Linked DNA regions of Mus musculus: all the other regions are linked to region 4. Evidence: chromatin contacts called from public Hi-C, HiCAR-type and HiChIP or PLAC-seq data. All regions are on one chromosome and are shown on one strand. The core of a region is the stretch at or near the end of the contact, and the rest is flanking DNA. Distances in the headings are between cores, read along the strand shown. Region 1 has its middle 33 kb from the start of Gm31559. Region 2 has its middle 150 kb from the start of Gm39450. Region 3 holds the start of Azi2 (5-azacytidine induced gene 2). Region 4 holds the start of Rbms3 (RNA binding motif, single stranded interacting protein).

Region 1 (5,089 bases), core at 240-2,739, 830 kb before region 4:
CTAAGATGTTGAGTCATTGGGATAACGTAGTTCTATAATCCCAGCCCTTGGAAGATGGAAGCAGGAGGATCAGGAGTTCAAGGCCACCCTCAGTTATATAGTGAGCCCAGGGCCTGCCTGGGCTACTTGAGACCATGTGTTAATAAAATAAAATAATTACGTGGAAAGAAACCTAAAGTATCACATATTCCATACAGCATTTCATTGCTGATTCTGTTCCTCTCCAGTCGAAGTTGCTGCACTGCAGTGGGATTTAGCCTTTGTAGAACACACAGCACACATCTCTGTTCGCAAGCATTTTAGACCTTGATTGACGGGACCGTGGGAATCATTTTGTGGCTAATTTTTGCATCTCTAGTCTTTAGCACAGTGACAGTTTCTTGTTTAATTTTCAGTGACTATTCTAGAACAACGCATGATAATTAAAGCCCTTAGCAGGATCTATCAGAGATTTTTACGTTAGAGAGCCCATGATCTATTGAGGAAGATTCATCAGCCAGTGGTATAACACAATGAATTTCATGGTATAATATGTACAGGCGATAACAAGGGGCAATCACATCCTGTAGGCTAGCTCTGGGGAAGGCTCCTGAGGAGCAGAGATAGCGGGAATGCACCTTGAAGGGTCAAGGAGAATTTACCCAGAGATGGGAGTGGAGGACACAGCCAGCTGCAGAAACAGACTTTAAATATAGACAGAGCGCTCAAAGACAACCAGTGCGTGTCAGAGAGCGCCTAGCCCTGGAGTGGTGGAGCCAGAGCCAGAAGAGAAACCTGGGCAGGAAATCTGAGCCAAACTGGAAAGTTTGATATGCTGTGCTAAGAAGGTTGAGTTTTGTTCCTTCTTGGTGGCTTTAAGCAGAGAAATGACAGGATCTGTATTTCTAAAATGCCAGTGGCCGTATACAAAACTGGATTCTCAAGGAAGCAAGTGAGTAGGGGCCACTTGCAAATGCAATGTGCTGAGATAATGGGGAAGTGAGGGGGGGGGTTGTGCTGAAGGAGAGGGAGGGAGGGAGGGATGGAGGGAAGGAGGCAGGGAGGGAGGGAAGGGAGGGAGGGAGGACCACACATCCCTGAGGAACCTTCTAGGTAGGCACAGATAGAATGGGGAGGCAGACTGGAGAGTCTCTGTACACTCACAGTATCAACTCCTTCTTGCAGTTTGGAGTTTGTTTAATTGTTTGTATAATCCAAGGTGGCCTTGAATGTTCATTTATCATTTTTTAAAGGAGAAGCATATGTCTGTCTTTGAATTTGGGACTCTCATTAATCAGTGGAACCATCCCTGCGCGTTCCCTGACTTCTGTCTATGGTCTTTATGGGCGCTCAGACCCCTGCGCTCTCATCACTGAGGAGAACGGCCATTGACTGTCTTCTCAGAGCTCATCTGAATTAACTTTATATCCCTTTGTAAAGGATGAGGCCAGGGTAGAGAAGCAGCCGAGAGGCGGCCTGAGAGGCAGGTCCTCATTGGCTCCTTGTTCTTCCAAGTGAGCAATTTGCCTCTTTAGAGACTCCCAGGCATGAGTCAGAGCTCTTCCCGAATCACAGTTCTCAAGAGAATGTTTCCACATGACCAAAACACAAAACAAACAAAAAGCAAAACAACAAAAGCAACAACAACAACAACAAAAACCTAGAAACAAAAAAGCAAAACCAAAACCTAAAAAATCCAAACCCGAAACAAGAAGCTCAGCAGAGGAGAAACGAACAAACTTCTGTGACAGGAGAGGAAGGGCCAGCAAAACTGTGGTCTTTGACAGCATTTGTGAGCATAGGTCACACAGCGCCACATAAAGCTAGACATAGATGTGTCTGGGAAGAGAGAATCTCGACTGGGGAATTTCTTCCATCACGTGAGTCTGTCTACAGCGCCTTTTATCACTTAGTACTTGTGGTGGCACACGCCTTTAATCCCAGCACTTGGGAGGCAGAGGCAGGCGGATTTCTGAGTTCAAGGTCAGCCTGGTCTACAAAGTGAGTTCCAGGACAGCCAGAGCTACACAGAGAAACTCTGTCTCGAAAATCAAAAACAAAAACAAAACAAAACAACAACAACAAAATCACTTAGTACTTGATGCAAGCGGTCCCAGCTGAGCGTGGGTACAGGACTCCTAGGCAGGTAGACCTGGCCTGTATAAGAAAGATAGCTAAGCATAGGGGAGGCCTGCCAGGGAGCGCTCCTCCATGGTCTCTGCTTCAGTTCCTGCCTCTAGCTCCTGCCTTGACTTCCCTCAGTGACAGACAAAGACTGAAAGCAGAAGATGAAATAAACCATTTCATCCCCAGATTGTTTCCGGTCCCGGTGTTTTTGACAACAGCAGAAAAGCCAGCAAGGACAGCATCAGAACAACTGCTTAAAAATCAACAGAAACGGATCCTTACTTTCATCTCTACTTCTAAAATGCTATAAATTGAAATATGTAAACTTTAAATGTTTAAATAGCCCCGGTAAGATCACCCTATCATTTAAGTAGACAACTGTTGCTTCTTGCCCAACTAGAATTAAGAAGCTCCAAAAATTTCAGAGAGGCAAGAGTCTCTTTCTCCGGTACAAGAAAGAGACATTTAACTGTGGCCTTCCAGCATCTTCCCACTTTGGCTGCTTCTTTGGAAATAAAAATTTTATTCCCCTGATAATTTTGTGCCGAGTGGTGATTGTCAAGACATCGGCCAACAGGTGGCGCTGCAGGTCCGTGTCAACGTAATTACGAGGCGCCTCTGGTTTTGTATAGAAACAGAAAATCCACCTGTCCTCCACAGGAAATCACAGGGTCTCCTGGAATAGCCTAAAAGGCTTCCAATAAATATAAACCCCAAGGATTTATAGCACTTCTTACTGCTTGCCCAGAGTCCTGTGCTAGAGAAAGGACTACCCGAAAAGTTTGACACTTACAGCTGTTTAAATATATAGGAAAGGGGCAACGCGTAGAACTAAAAGTCAACGTTCCAGCCTGGGATTATATAGCATGATTTACAGATGTCGTGATGAAAACCAGGAAGGATGTTACAGACGTTGCAACCATTTGAGTCTCACTGTTCACCGGCCAGATCTGCAGTGCTGAGCTTGAACTTGCTACCCAGCCCAGAATAACCGTATATGCCCGATCCTCCAGACCCCAGTTCCCAAGTGCTAGGATTAAAGGCATGCAACACCGTGCCGGGTTCTAAGTGGTTCTGGAGCTCAAATCCAGGGCTTCTGATATGTTAAGCAAGTATTGTATCTGGTGAGCCACTTCACCAGCCTGCAGAACTGCGGTTCGTAATCAGAGACGAACGGTCCTATTTGATAGTATTCTTAACTATAGTTGAACGCAAGCAAGCTGCCGTTGTTGTAAAAGGAGAAACCAAGATCCAGCAATGGGCAATGCCAAGACTGTTGAGTAGTAGGTCCTAAATCCTAGAGGTCTGGCTCAAACTTAGCTCAGAGATCTGCTTGTCTATGCCTCGTCAGCCCTGGGATTATGAGCGAGTGCCACCATGAACAGCCATTTTTATGTGGGGTGTGAAGATTGAACTCGGGTCCTCCTGCTTGCAAGGCAAATGCTTTCCTGACAGAGCTATCATCTCTCCCGCTGGAGAAACACCTTCTTCCGACACACCCTTTACTTCCTGGACAAGTCACACTACAGAGAACTCCTCTAGAGTTTCTTTGTTCAAGAACAGCCTTTGAAGAGGCGGCTGTTTAAGGCTTCAGCCCACAGAAGAACGGAGGGATAGGCTGAGCTGTAGTGGGGGAAGGGAGGCCAATGCTGTTTCTTCCTGTTGGTCACAGAGGAGGGAGCAGTTTTACACATTCCTGTGGCCCTGACTTCTGAAAGGACTTCTTCAGAGACTGCAACTTGTCCAGATGCACAAAGACCATCTTCACTTGGTCTGGTTTCTAAATTGCTCTTGGTGGGAATGTCTTCCGCAGCTGCTCGAGAAGGCTGAGCCAGCTGAAGACCAGGAGGGAGTGGCTCTTCAGTCATTATCTTCCTTCCAGAAAAAGCGATTTAGGGAATCCTTTAACAATAGAAAACTGGGCAGTTGTGCACAATTCAGTGCTTGGAGGGAGAGGCACAAGTTCAAGGTCACCACTGGCTGCACACAGTTCATAAAATCTACTCCTACCCCAAATCCCCCCAAAAAGGAGAAAAGAGAAATTGAATGCTCTAATAGAGAATTTATTATCTGCTAAACTTTAATCAATAATAGCTAATGCGTTAAATCATCGATTTTTTTTTCAATTTCTTACTACAATCTGGATGACCGGACTGGGTTTGTTTGCTTGTGAGAGGTGTTGGAGAGCTGAAATCCATCCTTGCACACAGTAGGGCAAGTCCTTGCTGAGCTACACCTCTGACCTCTCCAGAGTTTGAAGTTTGTTTTCTGCTGATAAACTCTGAGATTCATACTGGTGAAATTAGTTGTCCAAGGTCACAACTTATAAGGAGCCAGCACATCCCTGCAAGTGACTCAGACCACTGCAGATGGTAGGACCAAGTCCCATCCTCAAATTTGTCTGATTCCTTGCTAGGGTCTTATTTTTGGTGGTATTTGTGTTGGTGTCAGTGTATATGTGTGCCTATGTGTGTGCACATGCCTCGGTGGGGGGTAGGGTGGGAGGATGGAGGGCCTGAGACTGTAGAAGGAGATGATATTTTAAAGTGCTAAGCTCGGGTGTCTTACACTAAAGCCTGGCCCCTTTCGATGGATCATCTTGTTAATGTATTCCCTTTTGGGTAAATCTACTGTGATTTGATGGGGAACTGCATCACATGTTAAATAAAAAGCCTACAGTGTGTAGCCTCATTATGGCAACACAAAGCCTCCTTTCAAAATCAGACATCTGGGCCTCTGCAACCCGAGAGGAGAGTCTGTCCAGCTTCAAAGATGGGGGAGCCTGGCAAGGCAGACGCTTGCAATATGATCCCCTACTTTTGCTGCCCCTCAGAGAATCTCTCCCTTTGTTCCTGAATGGAGGAGTGAAAAATCAGAGCAGTCTCACTTCCCTTTGCCCTGGTTCTGTGCACTCCGGGAAAGTATCGCACAGGTGTGTATTGTAAATGTTTATATTGCCTACGAGGAGAACGGAGACAGCTTT
Region 2 (5,051 bases), core at 1,677-4,176, 620 kb after region 4:
ACCTAGGCTATGTAAGACCCTATCTCCAAAGAAACCAAAAGCAAGCAAACAGAAACAACTTTCATTGCTCCTTCAAAGCTGTATTTTCAAGGCTGTGCCCACTTACATCTTATTAGTGGTGTCGTTGCATGGAGGAAGAATTAAGTAAAGAATGTTTTTAAATACCAATTATTCTCCTGAACGCAAAGAAAACATTAAAGCCCGGCACACTGCATTGAACATGACAGCTTCTAAGTCCGACGTGGAGTTCTACCCGACTTACCCCAGCAGCCTCATAGACTACAGGCCATACCGTCCAAGGTTTCTTCCATTTACATTCAAGTAGAATAATTTATTAAGACACCAATAGGTCTTTCTACTCAAAACCAGGATTTGCTAAGAAAAAAATTAATTTGCCTCCATATTCATCAAAAGCAAAAGCAGTCATTAAGGTCTGAAACATAACAGTCGCTCTCCGACTCTACGAACGGCTAGTGAGGAGGACCATGAAGACGAGCCAAGGCTAGCACAGCACAGCTCATTTCTAGACGAGCCAAGGCTAGCACAGCACAGCCATTTCTAGGTTCAGAGAAGAAAGCCACATAATTTAAGACAAACACCTGGAGAAGGGGGAAGGAGCAGTATTTTGTTTTTACCTCAAAAAAAAAAAAAAAGTAGGCAGACATGCAGCAAATCACATGGCTGGGATACTCAATTATCTGAACACACTAATTAAGTAAGTGTAATCAGCCGGCTTTCAGTCCTCTCCTTGCCTGGCGCACATTTCTAGAGCACTGCTTTCCTCTTCCCTCGCTCCTCACAGCGGGCTGGCTACATGGTGCAGCAGAGGGAAACAAACACGAACAGATCTTTTTGCTGATGGCAGGAGTTTCTTCTCACGCTCACTCGGGGCAAAGGAACCCACACCATGGTGAAGGCAGCACCGGCTGTAGATTTTAATTACCCTCCTCAGCAATTTTGCAGAGGAGACTTAAAGTTCAATTAGGTAATACGACGCTCGGTTAGGGTGTTTTCATAAAACCGGGCACAGGCTTTCAAGTAGTAAATATGCAGCCGTGACAGGATTAAATATTCATGAAATCAAGATCGACTGGAAGGCTGGGGATATCAGACTATTAAAATTCATATAGTTTTCACAATGTAAATCTTGTATCCACTTGTAAGGTGCCCCGTTCTGGTCTGGTTTGGAGTGTGTTCAGATACCAACTCCTGTGTAGCTTACCATTTAAATAACAATATTGATTTTTGTAGACAAACAACAACCCCGATTCTTACCTCTGGTTTCAAAATGCAGGAACAATTTTAAGCATCTGCAAATCCAAACTTAAGGATCCGTCTGCTGACTGAGAACAGCAACACTACATGTGAGCCCAGCATGCACCAGCTATGTGTTTAATCTACTGGTGTCTTAGCAAAGGTCCAAAGAAAATCAAGGTGTTCCCAAGGAGGAGCATTACGGAAGATGTGGCTGCTTCCACCTAACAGAAGTGCCTGTCTGCCTGGACGCTTCCTTGAGACAACGTGGGAATAAAGTACATTGACTCTTCTTGGGTTCCAATATTCTGATTTGCTGAACCAACTTTCCCCCAATATTATCAGTTGCTTTCAAAATGCTTTAACAAACACGTGCGCGCTTGATACCTATGGAACTAAACAACTAGCTTTCACCGAACTCAACTCAGGAGCGTGGGCAGAGGCAGAAGCTCAGACACAGAACTCTCTGGATACTGCCGAAGCATCGTCTTCAGTGCCATTTCCCCTACTGTACAATTTTCTCAGCAGAGGAAACATCAGCACCAGAGAATGACATCTCAACCATTTCTTACTCGAATTCAATTACCTAAAGAACTCCACACAGTCAGGCGCAGGTCTCCCCTGGTCTACAATGACACAGCAGGGCTGCAAAGGACTCCCAGGGTTCATCTGCCGCCAGGCACTGGGTCCCTGCCCTCCTAGAGAGGAGGGTGCCCGCTGAGAAGGACCACCTCCAGCCTCGAGCTCCGGGAAGCAAGGCTGTCCAATCTGAAACAAGCCAAACTTTGCTCCCATCAGTAGGTGCATGTCACCTCCCCTCCAAGAGTCTAGGAAGCCACTTGCCAGGTCTTAAGGCACCCTTCCCTTAGACCCACAGCATCTAAAGGCGAGTCTCAGCACTGCCCCGCCCGCGGCTTCAGCCCTGCCCTCAGCCTCCTCGCATCGCGTGTACCACGACTTCCCCTGCACACATCACTGAACACCGAAACCAGAGCAGACTTCTTTCTGCACACGCCTTCCAGTTGAGAAACTCACTACCGGCGTGGATTCCTTTAAATCCCACGCCTTCTCCAATCTGCCACCCCACCCCCCACACAAACGAGGTAAGGGGGTTGGGAACGGAGGGGTTAAAGAGACGGCCACTACTAGTCCTCCTCCGTCTGGTTCAAAAGATGTCACGGCGGCCACACCGCGGACCTTACCTTGCTCTCCCCCCTCTCGCCATTGGGTCTCGCCTCCGGATCGTCGCTGTCCTCAGCACCCGCACTCTCGCCGGGCACTTCATCCTGAGCCAGCTGCTGCTGGGGCTGCGGCTGGGGCTGGGGCGGTTGTGGCGGCGCCTGGCAGGCTCCGCCAGCCCCCTGGGAGCGGGGGATGGGCTCCGGGCGCGGAGAAACTCCCTCCACATCCATCTCCATCTTCCCATTCACTGGAGGGCAAGACAAAAGCGGAGCGGAGACTTGGCAGCGGCGCCCGGCGGCTCCTCAGCGGCCCGTGGCACGCATGGCTCGCCGAGGAGGGGCCGCCTCGCGCGCGCCCTCCCTCCTGCCACCCTTCGCCCGCACTCCCCGCGGCTCGGCTCCGGCGCTGCGGGGCGTCTGGGCCCGGGAGCCCGTGAGGAGCGGGTGGCCGCGTGTCCTTGGAGCGCTGGCCTTCAGGCGCCCCCCGGCAGTCCCGCTACACGGAGCGCATCCTGGCGGTGGCAGGGCGCCTCCCAGCCGCGCGCCCCAACCAGCCCTGGGGACAGCCCCAGGGACTTGTTCTCCTTATCCTCGATCCCAGATCCGAGATCCTCGATCAGCCGGCGTCTCCCGCCCCACCCCCTTGGGTGTTTCACCTCCCTTCCAACCTTTTGAACAAAGTTACTGGAAGAACAAACCAGATGGGCCGGGTTTGCCTGGCAGCACTGACAGGGATAGGGAATGTCAGGTGTGAGAGAGATCTCACACCCCCAGCCCGCTGACCAAGCAGCAACCCTATCTGTCGCCCCCTTCCCAGCGCAGAGGAACCAAAGAAAGGAGGGTGTTCCAACCTATGCACAAGGATATCAGGGAACACTAGGAAAGGGGTAAGGAGAGGGCTGGTGGCTGAAGGGACCACTCCAATCCCAGGTAACTACCGCCTCCTGACCCTGGTTCGCCCTCCTCTAGCCACCAAGAGTGTCTCCCTGAGTGCCTGCATGTGTCTCCCAGAGTCCAGTATCCCGTGTCTGCCCTGATGCTGATGGCTCTGGACAGGAGCGCAGCCCTCTACTAGAGACCTAGAGCACAGAAGCAGCCGGGATCAAATTCCAGGCAGGAAACAGACCTTACAAGACCGTCCTTGTCTTGGGCACATCACAGGTTAAAACTGGGCAGGGATGGGGCTCATCCTGACCAGTCTCGTAGTGCTGAGTTTGGCACCAAGGTTTGCCTTGGAGGGTCAATGAAGGAGGAAGGGAAGTGGGGTGTATATAGCTGCCAGGCTTTTACTGCAATGTGCCCTGGGGTGGGCGGGCGCCAGCTGGGCGCCTGCTCTCCCAAGTGGCCAGTTCTCTCAAGCAAGCTGGGCATATTTTATAAGAGGTGAGTTAGGGGCAGGCAGTGAAGTGCTCTGTAAATACAGAGTTGGCAAGAATGCACCTGGACAGTCTTAAATTGGACTCCCTGTCAGTCAGGCTTATCAATTCGGTGCTGTTCACATAGAACTTAAGAGTTGCTGGGATAGTGTCAGTGGTTCTGAGCCCCGAAGTGCCAAAAACTCATAGGTTGAGCCAATAGACTTGGCTTCTATTTCCAAGTCCTAAGAACTGGAGGTGCTCAGGTGGGGAGGCCTGCTTCCCTGGGCTTTCATTCCAGTGGATTGACCCTGGGCATCGAGTATTTACCCTTGGCATGTTGGAGCTCACCCACCTTGGGTGTGGGAAGGGTCTGGGAGCACCTGCAGCTAGGGGTAAGACTCCAGAGTAGATTCCAGACCCTTGCCTTCAGAGAGCGGAAGCTCCTGGAGCTGTTCCAGCAAGTGGCCACATCCCTGTCTTCAGCTCTCTGGAGGTCTCTGCATGTGGCTACCCACCGTCCTCTCTGCTTCTCTCACGCCAAACTCAGCAGCTGCCTTGTAACAGAGGAGGACAGGCTGCCCCTGACTATTGCTGTCTCCTCTGGAAGCTACTGACAAGACTCACTTCCAATCATGATAAAGATCACAGGTGGGTGAGAAAGAGCCCTTGGCAGAAACCTTTTACTGGGTCAAATCTGTAACACCAGAGTGGGTTAGCAGCTCCAAGCTCAGCTCAATACAAAGCCAGAAAGGGGGTGTGGCAAGGCTGTAGCAGATAAAGGCCAAACTGTAACTGGCACCAACCCTAGCCTCCGAATCACAGACATTCTGTAGAGATGACCAAGGAAGTCCTCTCCCTGCCTCCAATCAGAACAGCTACAGGTAAGCAGGGTCATCGAGAGTTCACCCAGGCTTGTGTTGAAGTTGGTGTCTTCCTGCCCTCCTGTAGGTTGTTAGAGGCAGACTGGAGGTTCTACCTGGAAGAAGGTCCCCTAAAGGGGGAATGGTGTCTTTTGTAGCATCCCTAGTTAACATCAATGCACAGCCCAACTGTTCCAGTGTTCTTACAGAGACTGGACAGTGTCAATGGTAGTGTGGGGGTGCTCTGTCCAGCCGGCTGCCTATGCAGGGGCTGCTGGAAGGACAGCTCTGGGCTCAGGGACACTGGCACTATGGAAAGAGTCTGTGAGCTCCCACTTCAGGGATCTGGTGATCTCTGGACATGAAAGGTGGGTTACAATGAAAACTTAGCTAAAGGT
Region 3 (5,560 bases), core at 730-3,229, 790 kb after region 4:
AGAAGAAGAAGAAGAAGAAGAAGAAGAAGAAGAAGAAGAAGAAGAAGAAAGAAAGAAAGAAAGAAAAAAGAACAAACAAACAAACAAAAAAAACCCATCCCCTCCCTAAAGAACTTAGCCTGTACACATGACATGTAGAGAAAATGCCTCTAAAACAACGCTAATTAAATGCCATTGAAGATGGTATTAACATGAAAAAACTCTGCTATTACAACTCAGCAATTCTGACACTTTAATTATGTTAAGGATACAGTACTTACAACATAGAATAAACTACAGAAAAATGATTTATAGAGTGGTATGGTGAAATTTCAGTATACAATTTAAATCTACAAACTCACTTAAAACTTTATTCCTCTAAAAATATGTTGTTATTGTTTCACTACAGTATTCTTCAGATACCACACTTTAAAAAAATAAAGTTGGGCTAGAGAGAGGCTCAGTGGTTAAGGGCACTGCCTGCTCTTCTAAAGGACCTAGGTTCAATTCTCACCACCTACATGGAGGCTCAAAACTTCTGTCAACTCTTGATCCAGGGAATACAACTCTTCTGGCTGTCATGGGCACTGCATGCACATGCACATGCACACACACACACACACACACACACACATGCCAGCAAAGCATAACACACATTAAAAACAATGAAAAACAAAAAGGTTTTCATTGCTCAAACAAGGTATTATCAAAATAATACCTGTACTAACCCTAAAAATAAATATTTGCCCCTAAGAGAGCTGAGCCATAGTCGTAACTTATATCAAGGTCCATATTTTTTGATTGTTCAAAACCAAATATACTCCAGTGAAAAAATTATCTACCCATAGGCAAAAACTATATACTCAAAAACCTTCCACAGAACACTGACAGAATTTAAGTTTTCAGTTGACAAAATAATATAGTGCCAAGAAACATGAGCGTTCTTAGTTGTCAATAAATAAATATTAACTATAACTATGACTCTCACATTACTTAACCAGAAATAATCTAGAACTTGTGCTCCTTTTTCTGTCTGTGACCCCCTAAGATTGCAATTAATTTGTCTATGCCTCACCATACAGTTCAATGTTCTAGCATGCACAAGGCTTCGGGTTCAACCTCCAGCACCGCATTGCTTGGTAATGTATAAACCCAAAACCTTGGAGTCAGAAGCAGGAGGTCAGAGAAAAAAAAATTCAAGACTTTGAGGGTAGCCTGGGCTACTTGAGGCCCTGCCGCAAATTTAAAATTAAAAAACAAACGTACAAAAATATGAAGATTTAACAAACTACAGACAGAGAGAATTATAGATGACTAAAATTCTTCACCCGGTGGTGGAAACAAGTGTGTTTGTGGCCATTCTGGGATGCATAAGACTCTGCCTCAAAAAACAAACAAACAAACAAACAAACAAACCCGGAGGATTATCACCTAGAAATAACCGAGAGAGGAGACAACTCTAAGAGCCAGAACAAGTCAAGAGTTGGCCATGGGCTCCTTTTCTCCTGCTACACAGAAGAGCATCCCGGAACCCCCATGAAGTCAGTGAGCGACCTTGCTTCAAAAGATACCCAAGGAGACCGCCACGCGACCCGAAACACGGGGCCTGCGTGGATTCCAGGGGCCCCAGACACGCATCAGCTCTCGGGTTAGCACCACGGTGACAGGCGCCTCTGAGCTGAGCAGCACGGACCCACCTCACGGAATCCCAGTTGCCGCTGAGTGGAAAGGACGCGCTAGAGGGCGCCCTGAACGCGCGCCTCAGCCCAACAGCAGCCAGCCTGCGACGCTGTCTCAGCTCCACTCCGCCTCCCCGCGGCTGGGCGCGACACCTCACCCGCCGCGGGGACCACTGGGACTGGTAGTACGTACGCCCCGCCGCGGAGGCTCACGGGACTCGTAGTGCGCCTCTGCCCTACCGCAGAGGCTCATGGGACCTGTAGTACGCCCCGCCCCGCTAGAGCGCCACTTAGCGGCACCCTATATAGTCTTCAGGTCCGGCTTCCGGTTTCGTCGCGCTGCGCTGGCACCCAGCCTGTGCGCAGCGGCGACACCTTTGTGGGCGGCGGGGCGTTCGTAGACCCTTCTAGAACCCTCTAGGCCTCGCCGCCCCTGAGCGGGGCAGCGGGCGCCGGCGACCCCGGAGTTGACGCGCGTGCTGCTGGGTAACGGGCCTGTTCCGGCGGCCCCGGGCCGCCCCTGCTCGGTTCCTCTGTGACCTCCAGGGCCCCTGACTGCGGGAGCCGCGGCGGAAGACATGGGACTCCCTCGGTGCACCTGTGACGGCCACCTTGACGGGGGAAGCGGTGGCGTCTTCGAGGAAACCGGAAGCCCGTGGTGACCCCTGGCGACCCGGTTTGTTTTCAGCCGGCTTCCAAACACTGGGGAAGCGAAACCCGGTGGCCTTGGGGACCGCCCTACGTAGCCAGGGTTCAGGGTGAGTGGATCGCTCGCGCTCGCCCGGACGGTGGAGACAGCCAGGAGGGGCCTGGTGGCTGTCGCCTGGCCAGACGCACTTCGCTTTCTGTCCCCGGCGCCCTTCTGCTGTTCAGAGCGGCCCAGTCTAGCATCCCTGGTCCCTGCCATCCCACAGCCCCGCTTCCACGGGCTTTTTTTTTTTTTTTTTTTTTTTTTTTTTGCCTTCCCGCTCGGGGATTGCTCAAGTTCGGTCCGTGCTCTTGACTCGCTGGGAACGCTTTCAGTTTTATTTCCTGCACTGGGGTGGCATTTATATCGGAGAGGGAAAGAGGGACGTGGGTAGTGCCGGTGGCGTCTGGGAGTGACCATCAGTCTAACTTGCATGTTTCAGTCCCGTTTTCCGGCTGGGTTGCAAGGCAGGCTAACAGTGGTCCTCCTCGCAAGGAACTCGGAATACTCAGAAAGAGAGATAAAATACCCATGGAAGCTACTAGAAATCAGAAATACCATGTGATGATCAAAAACATTGACATACTGAGACTGAAATTGACCTCTAATCCTTAAGTACAGAAGAGCCACCCCACCCCCGTTTGAATTTTAAGTTGGATTGAACAAAATCTTAAAACAGTTTCATTTCTAGTTCTCAAAAAATGTTCTCCTTACCCTGTCTGTAGTGATCACTCCATCGTCTTAAATGGAAAACAATTGGAATTATTCGCTGAATGGCTACAGAGTGTTGAATGCTCTAGGTTTGTAAATGGACGTTTTCATGTAAATGCGAGAGATTCATTGATGTCTAAAAGGCAGCTTGCTGTCGTGGGAATGCCAGTGGATTAGATGGATAGCCCAGATGTGTAAGCATCGAGTTTTCCACTTCCTCTCTTGAGGAGAAGGCTGCTTACTCTGACTTTCTCCTTCCCCCTTTTCTGAAGTCCAGGGCTTGCTTACCCTCCAAGGCACCCAGTTATAATTTCTAAGAGCTAGGCTGGCTCTGAAGTTGACAACTTAATTTGTATGTTTAATTACTTCATCTGTAAATTGAAGAGTGCTTACCCATCTTAGTGCTTTTTTACATTGATTTAATGAATTCTTAAGAACAAGTCAGGGGGTGGTAGCACATGCTTTTTTAATAATCCCAGCACTGGGGAGTCTTGAGTTGCAGTCTAGCCAGTGCTACAAAGTGAGACATCTTCAAGAAAAAAAAAAGGGGGGGGGGGGGGAGCACAGTTTCTAGCATATAAGTGCCTCTAGCAGAAGTGCTTCGGTAATGGTACCAGAGCATGCCATGCTTACTGAGGGAAATAATATGATTTTTAAAAAAAGCTGAATAGGATGAATATAACTTTAATGCCACATTCTGAATTGAAGTTGTTTTATTGTCAGGAAATAATTATTAACAGCATTTATGTAGGTGTTTAGTTGCATTGAAATACATTATTTTAGATAAGGAGTGGAAAGAAGGCTGCCCTTGGATTGCTTGGCCGTAAAAACTAATCTCTGGGCTTACTGCATTCAGTGAGTCAGGATCATAAAAATGAAAGCTGCCATTTTTCATATTATATATCTGATATTGTTTTTGGACACTTAATAAACTGCAAAGCATTAAGCTACTAAGGCACATATGTTTAAGTGCTGGCGTCATTAAAAAGGGGCACTTCAGAATCCCTCTTAGAGAAGCAAAAGCCATTCCTGCCCCTAATTATTTAAAGTGACAAAAGAAAAGGAATATCTTGTAATTTATTCGTTCTCCGTAAGATTTGTTCTTTTTTTCTCCACTGTTTCTTAACTGACCCGTATGAAGTAGGTTCTTGGATATCCTGGCTTTTCAGAGATAGAAAGCCAGTGGAAATTGTAAACAAGACTCACTTCAGGGAGTGCCCAGGTGTGATTACAGACAAACGCATTCACTTTTCTAAGCCTCCGTTTCCTCACCTGTGCTGTTGATGGTGACTTTCTTGCCAAGTTTGGTGTCAAGATAAGGAATTTAACTTACCAGTTTCTGGCACAACTTGAGTTTCCTTTTATCTCTTCGGGTTCCTGTTCTGCATTTGGATTAAAAATTTGCCTACACGGTTCAAGGAGATGATGTCTTAATGATACAATCCAACTCTGTCATACATAGGTATAAAAATTAAGATCCTAAGAGCTGAAGTGAAGTAGTGTATAATCAGGGTGACAAATCATAGACTAGAATTTGAGTTTCTGAATTGTAGGCCATTGTACCACAGACATGTGCTTTGTCTAGATTCTCACTGGGAACAGTTATAGTCACAACGTTCATAGTATTTCGTAAATAACCTTGATTTGACCTCATCACTAGGTCCAACTGGCACGCCCATCTGCAAAGCTCCCAGTGCAGGCAGGTAAGGGCTTCCCAATCCTCCCCAGGCCCAGACCACTCAACCCAAACTCTTTTGGTCAATCCTGCTTACTGGCATGGGCAGATCAGTGCTGGGTCAAAACTTTATCAGAAAAACTTCCTTTTACATTGGTCAGCAGTCACTGGAGAGATGCATCCTGGGTCACAGTGATGAGAATTAGAGATGGAATGCTCATCCCTGAATGCGACATTTATATTACTCTCAGCACCAACAAGGTGCAGAGAACATCATGACAGGTGAAAAGAATATAAGAGCCGAAGGAAAGAGAGAAGTGCTCTAAAAAGCTGCCTTCTGATACAATGGTTATCACAGTCATGATCTCATAGCAGCAGTTGTTCCCTTACAAGACTTAACACAAAGTCCTAGTGTGGATGGGGTGGATAATCTTCAGGCTTCACCCCATACTCAGGAGTTCTTGATGGTGGATAATGACACTCAGGAGAATAATTCCTTACTGAAGAGATGACCAGTGCGCTAGTTGATGGTCCACATGCATGGCAGGCACATGAGAAACACAGCTGCACGTGGTGGGTTACCCAGAGGAAAAAGGACACGATGTGTGGGCATGTGAGGAATATGGGGAGAGCCAGATCACAGGCCATAGTATGTGTGTATGTATTTAAAAAGAAACCCAAGATTTAGAAGATAAATTATCTAGGTTCATATCCCAAGTTGATCTCTGATTTGTTGTTTTTTAAGCTTTATGAATTGGGTTAATAGTATCTATCTAAAAACTAGAAATACACATGTACAAGCAACAATGGTTGGCACCTGACAAATGA
Region 4 (5,643 bases), core at 1,219-3,718:
CACCCTGTATCTTTAACTCTCCCCAGCATTCATTATTCCGTTAGTAATACTACATTAAAGGCAATCTAGGAGAAAAACAAAACAAAAACCCCAACTATTTCACTCAAACTTCAATCAAAAGTTTCTCTTGTGGTTGTAATGGCACCAGAAAACCAGAACCAGCACAAAGCACGATTTGGGGAAACATTTGGAAAAATTTAGCCAAATGAGTAAAAGGTTTGGAATGTTTGATATTTTTCAGGCAACCCTGGAGCTTATTGCTTTTGTCTCTTTGCGGAGAAAACGGACCGTGGGTATGCTTTTCTTTTTTAAACCCGCCTGACCATTTCTTTAAAGTAGTAGGCAGCCAGTGCTGTCTACCAAGTTGCCCAAAGAGTTAATACTCAGGGCACCAGGCAGGAGGGCTGGTCTATTTAAGCAGCAGCTGCCCAAACTAAGTGGGCACAAAGGCAGAAAGCAAAGTGAGTCGACCTTGGAGGGGTAGGGCATAGGGTAGAGCAATCAGAAAAGGGGGAAAAATGGAAAAAGAAACACCAGCCTTTAATGCAATCCTGAGAGGCTGTTGTCCAAATGGGCATTGTCTGATGAGACAGAGTAAATGGGAGGTAACCTTATCGTGAATTACCAAACCCTGATTATGCCAAACCCTGAGAACCCAGTGACAGCGTACACTGCTCAGCCGTGCCCTGCTTGCTCTCACATGTGGAGTTACTAAGAAGATGGAGGGGTCTGGTTAATTCATTACGAAATCAGAGAGTATCCGGCATGGTACCCTCCACCCCCCACCCCCCAAAATAATCAAGCCCAATCGAATTGACAAATTAGAGCATGGATCTCTCACCTCACATCTTTCATGTCTTAACTGCAGGATAAAAAGTTCAGGGTGGGCACTGCCCCCTGCTCAGTTTCGTGGGCTTGCCTCCAGGCCCCTAATGATCACTTAAGCACATGCTCGCACAAAGCCTAAAGTCTTTAACCAATTCAAGTCCAATTATTATCAGTTACATCCCATGCCTTCCCCCCACCCCCAGACCCAGACTTCCTAGTGGTAACTGAAGGGTGGGGGTGGGGGCCAGTCTAAAAGTAAAAGCTATGGATGCTAAGCCTCTAGTTCTTTTAGCCCCCCAAAGCATCTCAGTCAACCTTCACATAAAATACAGTCCAAACCAAAAGAAAAAAGAAAAAAAAATGCTCAACAAACTCTGAAAGACTTTGGTGGGTGCCTCCTGGCGCTCCTCTTTCCTCTTTCACTAGGCCATGAAAAGTTTAAGTGGCCCCCACCCCAGAGTGTTTTCTGTAAGGAAGGGGGAAAGGGAGGGGGGTACCCAAATCTTTGAGATTCACACACAAAGAACAGCTCGCTAGAAAAGCTCCTAAAACAATATTCTCGCCCCCTGAGAACGTCTGTTGGGACCTCGTTTCTAAAAATCCCTGCTCACCTGCAAAAGACTTCAACCATCTCACCGGCATTTCTGCAGCTAAATAACAAAAGAACACTCCATTGAAAGTCCCCTGTCTTTAAAGAGAAAGCTACACTCCGGGGCTTCCTCTCCCTTCTTTCTCTGGCTTGTTAACTCCGTTCCTACTGTTAGTAATTTGAAAGAGGTCGGCAGAGGGGATGGGGGCTAGGGTGAGGGAAGGGTCGGATTGCCACGCTCCGGAGGAGCGCCAGGCACCACGCTGCCTTCTGAAGCCCGCGGGTCCAGCCATACCTTGGTTTGGAGGTACTGAGGACAGTAGTACGTGTACTGGGGGTACATTTGTGGCTGATCCAGGCGTTTGCCCATGTAGCTGGGATCTTTATCTCCGAGGCAGGAAACTGAATAACAGGGTGTATGATGCCCCAGGCAAGCGAGCTTCTTTCTCTTAATCCACTGTCCCTGGCAGTCTGCGTGACTGCTGAGGCTTCTCAGACTCCAGCCTCACTAGTTCCAACACCGTGAGGAATTTAAAACAACCCAAAAAACCAAAGCAAAGCAAAACAAAAGAACCAAAAAGAAAAGAGAAAAAGAAAAAGAAAACAAAAACAAAAACAGATGGGGGTTGAGATCTGTAGCGGAAACCCCCAGACTGCTTCCCCAGTTCTTGCCTGCCTGGTTCCTCCCAGCTGCCCGGTCCAGTCCGGATGAAGCAGTTTGCTCTGTGACCAGCCTGTCTCTAGTGGTGTCAATCGCAGGCGCTTGTAAAGGCGAAGGAGGAGAAAAAAAGAAATAGATCCTTTAGCACAACTCGGAATCCTTGCAGTACAGCTTTCGTTCTCTCCCGTGTCTCTTTCCCACCGCGGAAAAAGGAAATTTTAATAAAAAGAAGAAAAAAGGAAAAGAAACAACGGACAAAAAGAAAAAGAACGGAAAGGAAAAAAAACCGGGAAAAAAAGAAAAAGAAAAAAGAAAAAAGAAAGAAAAGAAAAAGAAACCCGTGCAGGCTTAGTTGCTGCTGTCTGGTTCCCAGAGTGACATGGTGTGTTCCAGCTGGCCTTGCCCCTCTCACTCACTTCCCCTCCTTCCAGCCAGTGGGTGGAACTGAGAGAGCCTCTCCAGGGAGCCGGGCACGCAGTCCAGAAGGCTGCAGTATTTCCTCCAAGGGGGGAAAAAGAAGATGAAAAAGAAGAAGAAAAAGAAAGAAAGAGGCTGCTGCCACCCCTCTGCTAGCTATCTGGAATAGCACAGTGAGCAGCGTCTGCAGCCGAGCCGCGGGTGGAACCGAACCCCAGCTTCTCTGTGAAGTGCCTGGGTGGGGCATGGCCCAGCCTCCCTGCCCTGCTCCGACCAGGGCTCCCAAGCTCCCAAGCTGCTTCTCCTCTTCAATCGCCAAGTTCCCAGAGGTGAGGCATGGCATTGATGAACAAAACAGACCCTGCCCTGCGAGGGGAGCATGAGGGAAGGAGAAGTGTGTGTGTGTGTGTGTGTGTGTGTGTGTGTGTGTATTTACACACACATGCCAACCTTTCTAGTTAAGTAGGGAGAAAAGTGTATTCAAGGCTTTTTCAAAATCTGTTAACACATTAAAAGCCAGATGAACCGAGGACCTGAAGATGAAACCAATGTTTTGGGGGATGCTCAAGAGAGGAGAAAAAGTGGGGATTCTCAGCTGGGTACCTCTGTGGGGAAGCCAAGCCCCATCTCAACAAGGGGGTTGCCTTAACTATCACAAATAATTGTGTTGTGGCTTTATCCATCTCTTAAAAACGAAATCAAAGTGATCTTTACATTTATTCGCTTATTGGAGAATAAAATAACCTCTCTCTCTCTCTCTCTCTCTCTCTCTCTCTCTCTCTCTCTCTCTCCTTCTCTTACTTGCTCTTTCTTAATGCTTTCGTGGCTCTGTAAGTATTGCACACAAAAAAATTGAACAAAAACTCATAATTACTTGTCAGAGTTTTTCCCCCCACCAGTAATAATATTCCGACACGTCGATCAGCTGCTACATTATAATACAGATTGTTTCAGAGAAGATAGATCTCCTTAAAGGGTTTCTCTGCAAGGCGGCGGTGAGGCTAAAATTAGCTGTGCCAGCTGTGTTTTGCTGGGAGTGCTCACGCATGCCCGGAGCGTGGGCAGCCAGCCTCTGTGCCTCTCCACTCCCCCAAGTCTGCCGAACACTCCAGCCGTCCTTTCAGATAAAAGACTCCAGGTACAAAGGCAGTTTCCTCACATGGAGGGAGAATTGAAACTGCAATACACAGGATGCCACCTCTGCTTTAAGTCCCGCCTGCCACTCATGGGGTAACAACCTAGGCTCCTGTGCTCCTTAGCTCCAGGAAGCTCAGTTCTGAAGTCTGGGTACCAGCAGAAAGACAAGGACACGGAGACATCACATTGGGTTTTATGTCGATTCTCTCTCTCTCTCTCTCTCTCTCTCTCTCTCTCTCTCTCTCTCTGTGTGTGTGTGTGTGTGTGTGTGTGTGTGTGTTTCTCTTTTTTAAAAGACAGGGTCTCAGATACCCCAAGCTGCTCTTAAAACTTGCTGTGAAACGGAATGATTTTGGCTTCTGATTCTCCTGCCTTCCATCGCCCAGCACTGGTATTGAAGGCATAAATTAATGAATGAACCAGGTTCCTGTGGGCACTGGCTGTGGAACCTAGGACCCTGCCCACAATGGGCAAGCACTCTACCAACACAGCTATCTCTTGATGACAAAAATCAGAACTTGGGTTGGAAAGTGGGTATGGGACACCTGTGATGGAAACATATCAAGACAGCTTCACTCATGGACCTCAATTATTCCATCCATAAAATGGAGAAGGACAGCAACTGAAATCAGGCACCAATCTCAAAGTCTTCTGGCCACATCTCCCTCTCTAGAGAACTTGTCAAGCATCTGGGAATCTCGTTGTTCCTTCCTTTCTGCTTGGTATCAGACTGTAAATTCTACTCTTCACACTTCATGGTCCAGCTCTGAGTGCCACTGAGCAGAGGTCATGTTGGTGATCGCCAAGCTCACACCAGGCATCCTCTGCCAGCATGAACATGCCCCCCTGAAGCAGTCTTCCTGAAACCCTCACTTCCCAAGGTATAGTTGGTTTTCCCCAAGTTGGTTTCTCCCACGACCTTCTAAACTCAGAACAGCAGGCCATAGCCTCCTCTGTAGCCTTAAGAACTAGCAAGGCCAGACACAAAGCATGTGTTCTGACATGCTTGGAGAACAAAATATCCTGGACATAATAAACAATTTGTCCCTCAACTCATGGTGGGCTTTTGGACCATTTCATTCTTTTAAAAACATTTGAAATTTATGTTTATTTATCATATATTGCACATACATCTGTGTGTAGAGGTCAGGACACAAGCTTTGAGAGTTGCTTTTCTCTGCTCTAACGTGTAGGTTCCTTTGCTGGGATTGAACTCAGATAGTTAGTCATGGTGACAAGCACCCTTAACCGCTGAGCCATATAGCTAGCCCATCCATTTCACTCTTTGTCATTGCCTAGGCATTGACCTTGGTCCAGGGTGTACAGAGACACAGAGGTCAAAAACTGCTTCTTCTTTGACAGCACAGATCCCAGGGAGGGGTGTATGCCGAAGAATACATGCATGAGGTCGAAGGCCAGGAGCTTCTAGGTGTAGCAAGGAGACTTAAAGCAAGGGGAAGCATAGACACTGGGGTTTGGCTTTAAAAAGCATTGTTAAGAAACTGCTCCCCTAAAAGGATCTTTGAGATCAACGCTGAGTATGGACCAAGTCTTGGGTTTTGGTGCTATTGGAGTGTTCAGTGTCCAAAGCCTTGACGGGTGACTCCATTCCTGCCTACCTCCTCTGCAGACTCCATATGCCTCAGTTTCTTCATTCTTCAAATGTCCCTATCCACTTCCTATAGTTCATGAGGATCAGTTAAGATAAACACCTGAAGAATTCGGGGATACCGTTAACGTGTCATACATATTCCATTAGATGCCAGCCTGAATCCTGGGGGGTGGGGAGAAAGCAAGCCAACCAGAGGAAATGGCAGACATAGGAAATTTTCTATATCTCAAGAGTGTGTTTTGCCACAGCCCAGAGGCTGCCATGAAGCCATCAAGGGGCAAAGACCCCAAGACAGGGCTGGAGAGGGAAATCCCCAGTTAAGTCACCCTGGGTTTGATGTGATGGTCAATGGTGAGAGCATGACAGGACCTAGAATCACATAGGAGACTATAAACCCCT

What was found. Hi-C and Micro-C count contacts between places; a contact is called where the count stands out from the background. HiCAR-type assays count read pairs that join an accessible place to other places. HiChIP or PLAC-seq counts read pairs in DNA pulled down with a chosen protein or histone mark.
Region 1: a contact with region 4 is called in a Hi-C map of uterus, with 7 times the contacts expected there. The contact joins the enhancer-like site here to the promoter of Rbms3 in region 4. A contact is called at or near these places in 13 of 484 Hi-C or Micro-C datasets (the N1E-115 cell line, adipose-derived mesenchymal stem cells, cardiomyocytes and 5 more), 7 of 115 datasets of contacts at active chromatin or transcription factors (SST interneurons, astrocytes, craniofacial prominence and 4 more) and 1 of 9 other capture datasets (embryonic stem cells).
Region 2: an H3K4me3 HiChIP or PLAC-seq map of neural tube shows a contact between it and region 4, with 4 times the contacts expected there. The contact joins the enhancer-like site here to the promoter of Rbms3 in region 4. A contact is called at or near these places in 1 of 484 Hi-C or Micro-C datasets (nephron progenitors), 7 of 115 datasets of contacts at active chromatin or transcription factors (VIP interneurons, astrocytes, craniofacial prominence and 4 more) and 1 of 9 other capture datasets (liver).
Region 3: a contact with region 4 is called in a HiCAR-type map of astrocytes, with 3 times the contacts expected there. The contact joins the promoter of Azi2 here to the promoter of Rbms3 in region 4. A contact is called at or near these places in 3 of 39 promoter capture datasets (the 3T3-L1 cell line, cranial neural crest and hippocampal neurons), 2 of 484 Hi-C or Micro-C datasets (muscle stem cells and palatal mesenchyme), 1 of 115 datasets of contacts at active chromatin or transcription factors (astrocytes) and 1 of 9 other capture datasets (adipose tissue).

The regions. Positions count from the first base shown.
Region 1 is chr9:116,423,757-116,428,845 of GRCm38.p6, forward strand. No RefSeq gene overlaps it. Among named protein-coding and RNA genes, the nearest start is that of Gm31559, 33 kb to the left of the region's middle. Within about 2 kb of position 1,490, at least 7 of the 459 cell types and tissues checked have an H3K27ac peak or open chromatin away from gene starts, as enhancers often do. A contact at or near this core is called in embryonic limb bud and uterus, where this site is marked.
Region 2 is chr9:117,870,010-117,875,060 of GRCm38.p6, forward strand. No RefSeq gene overlaps it. Among named protein-coding and RNA genes, the nearest start is that of Gm39450, 150 kb to the left of the region's middle. Within about 2 kb of position 2,927, at least 98 of the 459 cell types and tissues checked have an H3K27ac peak or open chromatin away from gene starts, as enhancers often do. A contact at or near this core is called in VIP interneurons, craniofacial prominence, embryonic forebrain and 2 more, where this site is marked.
Region 3 is chr9:118,038,543-118,044,102 of GRCm38.p6, forward strand. It overlaps Azi2 (5-azacytidine induced gene 2), which reads left to right and starts at 1,980. Exons shown (of 8, transcript NM_013727.4): 1 at 1,980-2,416. Zcwpw2 (zinc finger, CW type with PWWP domain 2) reads right to left here and starts at 2,317. Exons shown (of 9, transcript NM_001378466.1): 1 at 1,677-2,317.
Region 4 is chr9:117,250,015-117,255,657 of GRCm38.p6, forward strand. It overlaps Rbms3 (RNA binding motif, single stranded interacting protein), which reads right to left and starts at 2,469. Exons shown (of 15, transcript NM_001172123.1): 1 at 1,713-2,469. The coding sequence starts at 1,787. Gm17396 (predicted gene, 17396) reads left to right here and starts at 2,519. Exons shown (of 2, transcript NR_166691.1): 1 at 2,519-2,824; 2 at 3,331-4,684.